Linked DNA regions of Ctenopharyngodon idella: region 2 is linked to region 1. Evidence: chromatin contacts called from public Hi-C data. All regions are on one chromosome and are shown on one strand. The core of a region is the stretch at or near the end of the contact, and the rest is flanking DNA. Distances in the headings are between cores, read along the strand shown.

Evidence for each region. Hi-C and Micro-C count contacts between places; a contact is called where the count stands out from the background.
Region 2: a contact with region 1 is called in a Hi-C map of muscle, with 5 times the contacts expected there. The contact joins the promoter of slc30a5 here to the promoter of cd180 in region 1. A contact is called at or near these places in 2 of 2 Hi-C or Micro-C datasets (both in muscle).

What each region holds. Positions count from the first base shown.
Region 1 is chr5:9,966,284-9,972,117 of HZGC01, forward strand. It overlaps cd180 (CD180 molecule), which reads right to left and starts at 2,258. Exons shown (of 3, transcript XM_051893892.1): 1 at 2,062-2,258; 2 at 1,756-1,916; 3 at 1-1,654. The coding sequence starts at 2,163.
Region 2 is chr5:10,131,701-10,137,534 of HZGC01, forward strand. slc30a5 (solute carrier family 30 member 5) reads left to right here and starts at 3,740. Exons shown (of 17, transcript XM_051893887.1): 1 at 3,740-3,880; 2 at 4,180-4,441; 3 at 4,978-5,100; 4 at 5,198-5,264. The coding sequence starts at 4,371.

The sequences.
Region 1 (5,834 bases), core at 1,008-3,507:
TAGAATTATAACAAATGCAAGTACACCAACAGGGAATCCACACTGAAGTTTAGCATCAATAATCCTTGTTCTTGTAGCATTACAAACTGTCTCCATTAAGTGTTTTACTTTGATTGTGTTTTTCTTAACCCAGTTGATGAACTGAATGTTGCTACAGTTGCATGCTAGGGGATTGTAGCTCAGATCAACAGTACTTTCTTTTCCCAAATTCATGACACTTCCAACATCCACTATCACAATGGCATTACTGGCAAAGTTAAGTTGGAGAAACTCCAGGGAGTAAAATCCTGAAGTGCTCAATTTGACAAGCTTGTTTTCACTCAGATCTACTTGCCTGAGATGTGTGAGGCCTTTAAACAAGTTCTCTTCAAAGGCAGTTATTTTACATGAAGATAGAATGAGGGTTTCCAAAAGAGGGACAGATTTAAAGAGCTCTGTCTCTGTAAGAACCCCTCCTTGAATGGGGTTTCCCTTCAAATTGAGGAGTTGTAAGGTTTTCAAGCCATTGAAGATGTGTATATTTGTCAGATTTGTATTTGACCAGGAAAGATTTAGAGTTCGGAGACTTTGTAGATTGCTGAATGGTGAGCTGTCGTTCAGAGTGTAGAGTGAATAGCTGAAGTCCAAGTGCTCCAGCTGTGGAGTCGCACTGAAAGGCTGTGAACTCCAGATCATTGGTGAGCTATAGCTGAGATTGAGGAGCTTCAGCTCACCCAAACCAAACAGCTGGTCATTACAACAGGGTCCTATTGGTTTTACTAAACTAAGACTGAGATCCAGCTCCTCTAGGACTCTGAGACTCTCCAAGCATCCATTGCTGAATCCGAGTTGCTTCGCGTTCCCGCTCACGGACAAGTGCGTAAGCACAGAAAAGATTCCGGTGTTGATGTGGCAGACATCTGAAAATCTATTCTCATCTAGCACCAGATGGGACAAGGTGGACAGGCCAGTCATGTTAAAGGGCAATGAATCCAGGTGGGCTCTGGTAAGGTCAAGCTTTTTAAGCCCTTCAAGGCAATGAAATGTAGAATTATTTAGGTCTAAGAAATGCTGAAGCTGGAAATCTAGGTCAGTAACGGTGATCTTGCAAAAAGATTGTAGAGCAGCTGATGGTATGTGCACATTTGAATCGGTTTCATACAATCCCAGCTTCAGTTTGTTGGTTTTAATGCCTTCAAGCCCTCTCAGTACGGAGGAGAAAGTCATTTTGCTGAAGCAGCCACTGAAGTCAAGACTACTCAAGTTCAGTGACTTAAAAGCACCTGGTTCTATATTGACAAAATCGTTTCCTTTGAAGCTGATGCTCATTCCGACCACATTGTGAATTGGTTGTAAGTCAGTCAGATTTATCCGGTCTATAGAGTTCATTTCCAGCTGCAGGCTCTTCAAGTTTTGCCAGTGGAAATTGCTTAGTCCATCTAATGAGCGAATGCCACTTCCCCCAAGCTCCAGAACCTCCAAATATGCAAGATTTTCTGATGGGATGTCTGATAGGCTTTTGATTTTTGACTGAGTTAGGCTGAGATATTTCAATGCTAGTGGTCCAGAAAAAGCTCTACCTGCGATGAACACGAGTGGGTTTCCAATTAGGATTAGGACCTCCAAGTCAGGCTGATGTATAAAAATGTCTTCATACATGAAAGTGATGCCACATCTGTAAGTTATAAGGTTTGAGTGTAAGAAACAGAAGAAGAAACATTACATTCTCTGATACACTGTTTCAATTCAACTTCAAAGAAAACTAGCTGTGCTCACCTTGTCAGGTCTAACGAATGCAAGTTATTTAGCCTCTGAAAAGTGAAGTTGTATAGGGCCGGCAAGTAGTTGAAGCTAAATTTAAAAATTTGGACAGAATTTGGTACCTCATCTGGAATGAATTGTAGGTCCATATCACTACAATCATAGCCATTAGCTATCTAAAAAAAAACAAAAAAAAAAACAATTATAAATGCTAAATTGAACAGTACAACATAAGATAAAACTTCACATTAACAGTATATTCATGGTTCACTTTTGTCCATCATGTTGAAAATCATGCAACATAAACAACCATAAATTTACCTGTTGACATTGTCTCTTAGCCCATGGTGTTGCTTCATTATGGGTTAAAAAGTGAAACAGAATAGTGTAACATAACATGTAAAAAACAAAATGCCTCTCCATAGTTTACAGGACAGAAGAGAACAATGTCTCCTCTTCATTCAAATATATAGATAAAATAGAGGAACTATTTAAAAGCAGTAACTTCTCTTCAGTAACTTCCTATATTCAGCAAAAACTTCCCATCCCAACAATGGTTTTCTGTATGATTAGAGGAAAATGGGTTGTTTCCCTTGCCCTAAACAGTAGTACGGTTATCTCAGAATGTAACTAGAACAGCCAGTATGGGTCCATTTAGCACATCCATAACAACATTTGTTTATTTATGGCAAATGTCCACATTGTACCCTCAAATATTTAGGTTCAAATTTGATTCAGAAAAGTGGGACAACTTAAAGGTGAGGAAATTATGATAGAATTTTCATTTTTGGGTGAACTATCCCTTTAAGCATACTGAAAGGCCAAAGGTAAAAGGTGGTTCCTACACTATGGGTCTGCAAACTGCAAATACACCAGATAAAACAAATTGAATTGTTTTTTTTTTTGTTTTTTTTTGTTTGTTTGTTTTAATTAATATTATAATGTCACAAAACCACTTTCACCACCACTACTACTACAACACTGTCACATATTAATGTCACCACTGATCTATGGTAAATAATTTCATTTTAAGTTTATCTTGCTGGACATGACTAATTATAGAGGTAGTGAGACCATTGTGTGGTATTTATGACCTGATCAAAGTAGAAGAGGGTGTGCCTTTATATTTGGCTGGAAGGTGTGCGTTCAAACTGTTGAATAAACAGTTCACGTCAGTTTAATCGCTGTTCTGAATTAATGCACCTCCTTAACTCTCACACACACTGAGACAATTCTAAACACACAGAAACATTGAGGGTCGCATAAACTTGTCAATGCTACAATATAGCAATGATATTTCTAAAGTAACAATTTTTTTTACCAACAAAGTTGTAAAAGCAAACAAGTTGTGCATAAAAAGTGTCCATTTTATAAAACAGAGGCGAAATCATGCCTATTTAAACATAGGTACATATAATATTAGGCTTTATATATTATTAGACCTATATAATTGTATAAATACATGTTTTTTTAACTTCTGAACTGGGCACTGACTTGTGGCATCATGTTTGCACTGAAAACATGGTCAATCCAAAGTCCCTCATGTCATGAAGCCTTGCAATAGAAACAACCTTCCAGTAGGGGGCGTTATTTTGCTGTCTTTGCTTTCCTCTGTAATAGGGTGAAAAAAATGTGATGTTGGCAGTTACGCAACCCTTACATCCAATTGAGAGATAAAGACGACACTCATTATAATGTACATATAAATAGAAATAAATCTTTTTTCAGATTATAGTGTCTCAGTGGAGCCAGAGGATTACTGTGTTTTCAAATCCAAATGTTAATACACTAGACAGGATTTAATGACTTCCTGTAGGGTGGACTACCAATTGGTTTAATGGATTTGTATTGATATATGCATTATATAATTATAATGTATTTGACACATTTCATGTCTTTATGGGTAATCTTCACATATCTAATTTATATAATTGCTAATTTTTCTGAATATATTTTTCATCTCATTACTCTTTTACAAAAGGTTTACTGTAGGTTGAATTTGTAAGATTGTTAAATATTGTGGATAGTCATTGTAAAAGTAAAGCTTGAACGTGTCAGATGTCACAGTTACTATAAGGAAGGAAGCTAAAAAAAAGGGAACCGTGAAAAGGACGCACCGATGATCATCTGCATTATGACATTTGACTCAGAAACACATGGCAATACACATGGCAGGGTTTCAGCAAAAGTAATAATTTTGAAAATTTCCCCAAGAAACTTTTGTTTAGTGTCATTTCAACTGATTTCAAATACTAGGGAAAATGGGTTTTTACCAGGCATGTGTGTATAAAACATCATGAGTAACAAATATAGCCATAATTTCCAACAAATTAATGGAAATTCCATAGTTGTCTTTCAACTGTCCTTCAAAGAAATTAAACAAAATGATAAAAACATTCTGACAGCAATGTGCTGTACACAGTTTGGAGACTGTTCAGCAGTACTCAGTGAATTAACTGTAACGTTTTGACGGAATCTGTACACTGAACTGTTGGTTTAACTTAAAAAGTAAGTTACCTGGTTGCCTTAAAATTTTGAGTTCATTGAAATTAAAAATGTGAGTTAATACAATGAAGGTGATTGGTTTAATCAACAGAAATTCAAAATATTATGTTATCTGAACCACATTAAATATCTAAGTAGATTTGACAAAAGAGAAATTGTTATGATAACAAATCATGAAAATATTTTTTTACAGTGTAGCCGCATGGTGAAATTCATTTTGTTTTCTCATGGCCAGGAAAAAAAAAAAAAAAATGTCTTATAAAATTCCCAAAGGCAGAAAACATTATGTGGTCTAGTAAATGTGGGAAATTGATTATATTATTATTATTACAGTTCAAGACAGTCATGTAGATTGTGCTACAAAATACATATTTGTACTTGTACTATTAAAAAATAATTTGAGTTATGAACAAAAAACCATTGAGAACCATTAATAAATACAGTCCTACAACCACAGCACAGTTTGCATGTAACTGTGAAATGAGTTTTTCCTTCTTTTTTAAAAAAAATTCTTTTCTCGTGCATTTTTCTTCTCAAACACTTTAACATTAGCGTGTGTGGTATTAAATGCACATCAAACCTTTTGTCTTTTTGTTCTGGTGGACGAAGCTGCAATTTGCTCCAAGTCATTATATTGCACATTTAATACACTTGTCACTCCCCCTTTTTAATTCTTGAATTAATGCTGCCAGTAATAAAGGATTAGAAATAGAGAAAATCTGCCATGGCTGCATGCTGAAATCACACCCCCACATCGTGACACAGAAACAAAATTACTGGAGGGCCTATTCCGCCCACCACCCACATCAGCTGTTCTCAGTCGTGATACTGCAGATGTACTTGTGCCCACTCGCAGATATTACTAAGCAGAAAAAAAATCCTTCCTCCCAGACCATAATCCTCTTACAGACTTTAATGCCCCCTGCTCTCCCTCCCTCTCAAAGTGAGCTTCAATGAAATGGGGCAGAAAACGGCACTGGGTATTTAGGACAATTGTGGCAACTGTCATAGCTACATGAATCAGATGTCTCGTACGAGTGGAGCGGCGCACAAAGAGCAGACAGCAGGCCTCTTCTGACCCAAATCGCTAAATTAGACATCAATGAGTAACCCTTAATCCCACCCGACTATACTGAAATCACTCTGACAGCCCCCTCATCAGAAGTGAATACAGGAAGAAAGAGGTGTCCACTCCTCTGTTTCACCTTTTATTCACTGTTCATGTTGTATTTTACGCAACACTCCACCGTTCTCAAAACACATGCACTTACGTAAATCAATCAAGGTGATTGCAGAAGATAACATCGATCAATGAAAAACTGTAATTATAATCGTTTGCAACCATATGCTGCACTCTAGGCCTATAATGTGATTTCTGGGAAGAAAATCTTTCCCATAGCCTTAAAGAAGCTTTCCTTGGAACTCACGATCTTGAAGGCTGCTTAAGAAATACAAACAAATGAGGTGTATGAAGAGTGCGTGGGATTCTTTTTTTTTTTTTTAAGCAGGCCAAAGCTTCTAGGGGAAAATGCATTTCATTTCTGTTATACAAGTTATTCACTGTAGTCAGATGTTGGATATTTAAGAAT
Region 2 (5,834 bases), core at 2,490-4,989, 170 kb after region 1:
ACCATGTTCACATACGCTTTCCTTTTTGCATGATAGAGCTTTAGTTGGCATCTGCAGATGGCACGGCAGATTGTGTTTACCGACAGTGGTTTCTGGAAGTATTCCTAGGCCATTTAGTAATGTCATTGACAGAATTATGCCGATGAGTGATGCAGTGTCGTCTGAGGGCCTGAAGACCACGGACAATAAAGGTCTTCAGCCTTGTCCCTTACGCACAGAGATTTCTCCAGTTTCTCTGGATCTTTTGATGATGTTATGCACTGAAGATGATGAGATTTGCAAAGCCTTTGCAATTTGACGTTGAGGAACATTGTATTTTTTAAAGTATTCCACAATCTTTTTATGCACTCTTTCACAAATTGGAGAGCCTCTGCCCATCTTTACTTCTGAGAGACTCTGCCTCTCTAAGACATCCCTTTTATAGCTAATCATGTTATAGACCTGATATCAATTAACTTAATTAGTTGCTAGATGTTCTCCCAGCTGAATCTTTTCAAAATGTCTTGCTTTTTCAGCCATTTGTTGCCCCCGTGCCAACTTTTTTGAGACCTGTAGCAGGCATTAAATTTGAAATGACAGTGCATTATGGGTATTCTCTAGCCATTGAGCGTACATCGGTTGTACACTCGTTTTTACGGTGCATTGTGGGATTGAAAGAGTTCACTCGATAACGTCCACTATGGTTTCACTATGGTTAATACATTACACATACAATAACATTACACTGAAGGTCGAAATGGCCGGCGTGCCCCTCTGTGCCGTTTGTGATTTATGCTGCCTTCACGTGCTCTTGGAATTATCATAAATACAACTTTCCTAGGTAAAAATCAGACCTGCAAACTCAGAAGAGGTGAAAAAGGTGACAAACTAAATAATTGTAGGGGGGTCTGGGGGAATCGTCCCCCATGAGAAAATTTTTGTGATTTTTAACATGTAAAGGAAGCATTTTGGTGCACTCATAGATTTTATAAGAAAATAAATGGGAAAAACAACATTTGATTCAAGTAAAAAAAAAATATATATATAGACCTATTGACACTAGGGCTGGGCATTGACACAAATTTCACAATTGGATTCGATTTCGATTCAGCAGCTTGCGATTTGATTTAGGTTTGATTACCTTCAATTCAATATTGATTAATTTGGGGTCTGTAAGGTTAAGTACATGGCAAATTTCCTCAAAGAAAAAAATATCTCTCAATTAATGCTGTAAACTATATATTAGCAACAGTTGGTACATCATTATATTATTAAAGGTTCAAATTAATCGATTTGTAAGCTATATAAAGAACATAAAGAAGTTTTAAAAACAACATTATAATACATTTTTAATGACTTAATTATGTTTCTACTCGTTTTTTAGCCAATATAAACATTTAAATGGTGGCTGTCATAAAACGGATTTATTCAAACATACATTCAATATTGAAGAACATGTTAAGCACAAATATAAGGGATATGCAATAGCCTATAGTGCATATATTTAGCAAAATGCTCCTCTCTAAGTTCATTTTTGTAGCTGACTAACAAGTTTTTGGACACTGTACGGATTTTCTGAGGTAAAGGGGACAGTAAATGTGACATTTTTCACAATCTGTTTTATTGACGTCTTTCCGCGGTTGAAACACTCATTGAGCAATTACGTGAGACATGATACGGATTTGTTAAGTTGTACTGTATCTTTCAACATACCTTCAGAGGTTCATTCATGTTTATTTCATGTTGTAACTAGTAAAGTAGAAGAGATGATCGGTTCGTGCGCTCTGCTTGAACTGATGGCACTGTCACGCGCCACAGAACGCCAGGAAAGATCGCGACAGAGACGTGATGTCTATCTCACTCCAGTTTATGGGAAAGAAGCCCATTTTCGATTCTTGTGAGGTTTATTGTGATGCTTGCCTTGATTGGAATAACCTTGGAATATATTTATGTGATTATTCATATAACGAGGTTTGGGCCATACAAATTACGGGAGTTTCCCGGGAGAAATAGCAAAACGGGAGGGGGGCAGGAGATGGGTGTGAAATACGGGAGACTACCGGGAAAAACGGGAGTGTTGACAGGTATGATCCAACCTCGCCCCTTGAATCTCGTGTGAGGACCATGGCTGTGTTCAAAATGGCACTTTCATACTACTCTTACTATTTCTGCAGTACCTATAATGCGCGTAGTATGCAAATGTTCTGTATGCATGTGTAACGGAGGCCAGCTAGTAGTCGCTGTGCAAGTAAACCTCACTCCTCTGATCTCAAGAGATGCTCTATCGACTGACACTAGGGGTTGCAGCCTTTAGCTTCCTTGTTAGAGCGTCCGACTCCTACGCCAGAGACCTGGGTTCGAGGCCCGTGCAGAGCGGGGCGAGTAGGACCTGGGTAGAGGGGTTACATTGGTGCCATGACCCGGATGGGAGTGAGGTTTAGGGGGGTGAGGGTAAAGGGGTTACACATGGAATACCCAGATGACCTACTATATTTGCCAGAATCTGCTAAATACAACTCAAGTACACTGAAATCAGTATGGAAGCTGTGTTTGGAATTGCACACTAAGATGCAACTCCTACTATACTGCAGTGTGCAATGTGTATACCATGAATAGTATGTGAATTTTCTGTATGCATGGAATTCCTGGATTGCCTACTACATTTGCTGAAATCTGATGTATGCATCTGAGGACATTGCATGGGATACTGTTTCCCACAATGCAATGTGCTCCATGTGACATTTCATCTTTGTGAAGAGTGTGGCGTGAGTGAACTGGAGGCGGCGAATAATTATAAATGTTACACTTTTGTAAGTACACATATACATGTAAACTAGAGACAAAAGTGTCCTAAAATAAACAATAGTAGTGGTTTATGATCTACCAAATGTATCCATAGTAGTTCATGGCCATATGTTAAGATACTGGAACAGAACGTTGATACATTCCCACAACTATTACAGGTCTTGTAATGATGACCAATCTGTTTTTGGGAAATGTGCACTTCATAGTAACATATGTGCTTTATCTGAAACTTCAAATTATAATTTTGATGCTGCCTGGGTTGAGTTAGTTATATGAAATATTCTCTTGACAAATAAAACCATATATTATTAGCATATCAATATATATATATTTATGCTGACAAAATATAGCCTGTTTACCTAATGGAATAATCTATCATAAATCTTAGGAGAATTATTTGTGATGTTTTGGAAAACCCAACTATAATGAGTTATTTTTACCTATATAATTGAAGTATTCTACACAGTATTCTACACACAATTTGTTACCTGAACCATTAAAATTAGCTAACCTAGTGAATTTGATTCAATCATGGTAGGCTAATTATATTTTTAACTTGAGTCAAACCAGTTAATTTACGTCACCACATTAAGCACATTTTTTTTTGTTAACATTTTTTCAGTGTACATTTTTTGCTGAGCAAAATTTAATTTAATCAACTGCTTTTAAGTGAAATATTTCACCAACTCAACTGGACTTTACACCAACAAACAGAATTTTATGGGTTAGATCAAGACCGTTGGTAAGGACAGTCGAAAGGTAGGACATTTTCACTCAGGTTTCCACATAAAAAATAATGGTTAGCACATTTATTTATTTGTAAGGCAACAACCTGCAAAGCTGTGTTGAATTAATGTTCAATGTTTGTCATGTGACAGCACTGTAGCATACTACTAAAACATTATTCGTTACATATTGTATACTATTTCACACACTGTTCTTAGAAAAATAGTAGGCACTATGCACTGTATGCTGGGCAGTAATCATTAAGTAGTAAGTTACTGTGCCATTTCGAACACAGCCAATCTCTGAAACGCAGCTTTTACACATGGATCATGACGTTACAACCGGATTTCAAAGCTCTTGAAAAGTCAAAGTAAGATGTTTAAATCAAAAGGCATATAATTTTCTGTTTATGGTTCATTTAACATATATCACAATTAGCAATAAAATTATAATTTCTGTATTCAGAAATAATATATTTTGTATATTTTATGTGAATTGTCTCGGCGATACATGACTTTTATTTTGAAAGGCTTCATAGATGGTAGCCATATGTGAGGAAATGTTCACGTCACTTCAACTACCACCTCAGTTCATAATGTAGCTGCTAGCCAGTGAAAATAGATATATCATTCAGAATGTATTTCGATAATCAACGGTTTTTTATTTCAGGGTTCACCGCTGTGGATTACCAGTACATTAGCGTTTTCAGCACCAAAGAGCCCTGAGTTGTGCTGTTATTTGCGGTTTCAGCTGTCTAAACAGGCTAACGCAGTTAGGCAGATAACAGCTTTTGTTTCTCAAAGATGAGCTCTTAGATAAACAGTGAAAAATCTAAGAAATAAACACACAACAGCCGAAGTATGGATGAAAAATACAGCAGTAATGTTATTTCCAGTGGGAAGTTGGGGCGAGTTGAGGCTCCAGATGCCAGGTAAGACAGAAGTGTGTCCAAATATTACACTAAATTCTCTTACACAACTAGCACTATGTATATGGCAGTACGATGTAACACTGATGTTATGAGATGGTGACGCTGCTTTTACCACGGTACCATGTTTAAGAAAACAAAGTTTTTGTAATTGCTAATGTCTTTTAGGGGATTATCTATTGAATGGCTACCTCAGTATTCTTGAAATACCAGTAAATACTATTGTCCATTGTATGTTTTTGTACCATACATATTTGTACCATACATAACATTACTATGTGATGCATCCTGACACTGTACATATCACTTTAGTACTTTTTAAGGTGTCTGCATGGTCTTTCTGAATGTGGTAGACAAGAGAATGCTTTGGTATTACCATAATGGTAGTGTCCCAAACCTATGGCATTGCTATGTTTTCCATGGTATTTTATGGTAATTGTAGGTTTTGTTTTTTGATAAGAATAGCTCAGCTTTATTTGTGTAATTTTCTGCTTTGAATCAACTGAATGTTGTTATTTTTTTTCTTTCTTTCTTTCCAGACTGACCCGGTACATAGTATTACTCTACTTTACCAAGCTACTGAAGGCTTTTGGGATATTTGAGTCATATGATCTCCTCAAAGTTGTGCATATTGTACAGTTTCTCTTTATTTTGAAAATGGGGTAAGGAGTGACATCACACATGTATAAAAATACAAGTGTTATGATTGTTTACTTACAGTATTTCTGATCATATAAATACCTCCTGTTTTCTGCATAGGTGTGCAATGATACTGGTTTTCTTTCAAAAGCCATTCTCATCTGGAAAAATGATCCCAAAAAGACAGGTAAAGTTCTTCTAATTCTAGTTTAACTTTTAAATTCCTCAATTTTAAAACTCTTATCACTTAGATTATAAAAAATTATGATTCTGTCATCATTTACTCACCCTCATGTCATGTCAAAGCCCTTTCGTTCATCTTCAAAATGCATGAAATATTTTTAATATTCTCTCATCCTTTAGTCTATCCTTTGAAAGTCCATGCAACCATAACATTCCACACATTAAAAACATTCATAAAGATATTGTTAAAGTGATCCATATAAATAAGTGGTTTAATCCAAATCTTCTGAAGAGACATGATCGCCTTATACTGTGATGAACAGATTCAATTTAGGCTTTTATTCACATAAACAGTAATCAATGCACATACAGTATCTCACAGAAGTGAGTACACCCCTCACATTTTTGTAAATATTTTATTATATCTTTTTATGTGACAACACTGAAGAAATGACACTTTGCTACAATGTAAAGTAGTGAGTGTACAGCTTGTATAACAGTGAAAATTTGCTGTCCCCTCAAAATAACTCAACACACAGCCATTAATGTCTAAACCGCTGGCCACAAAAGTGAG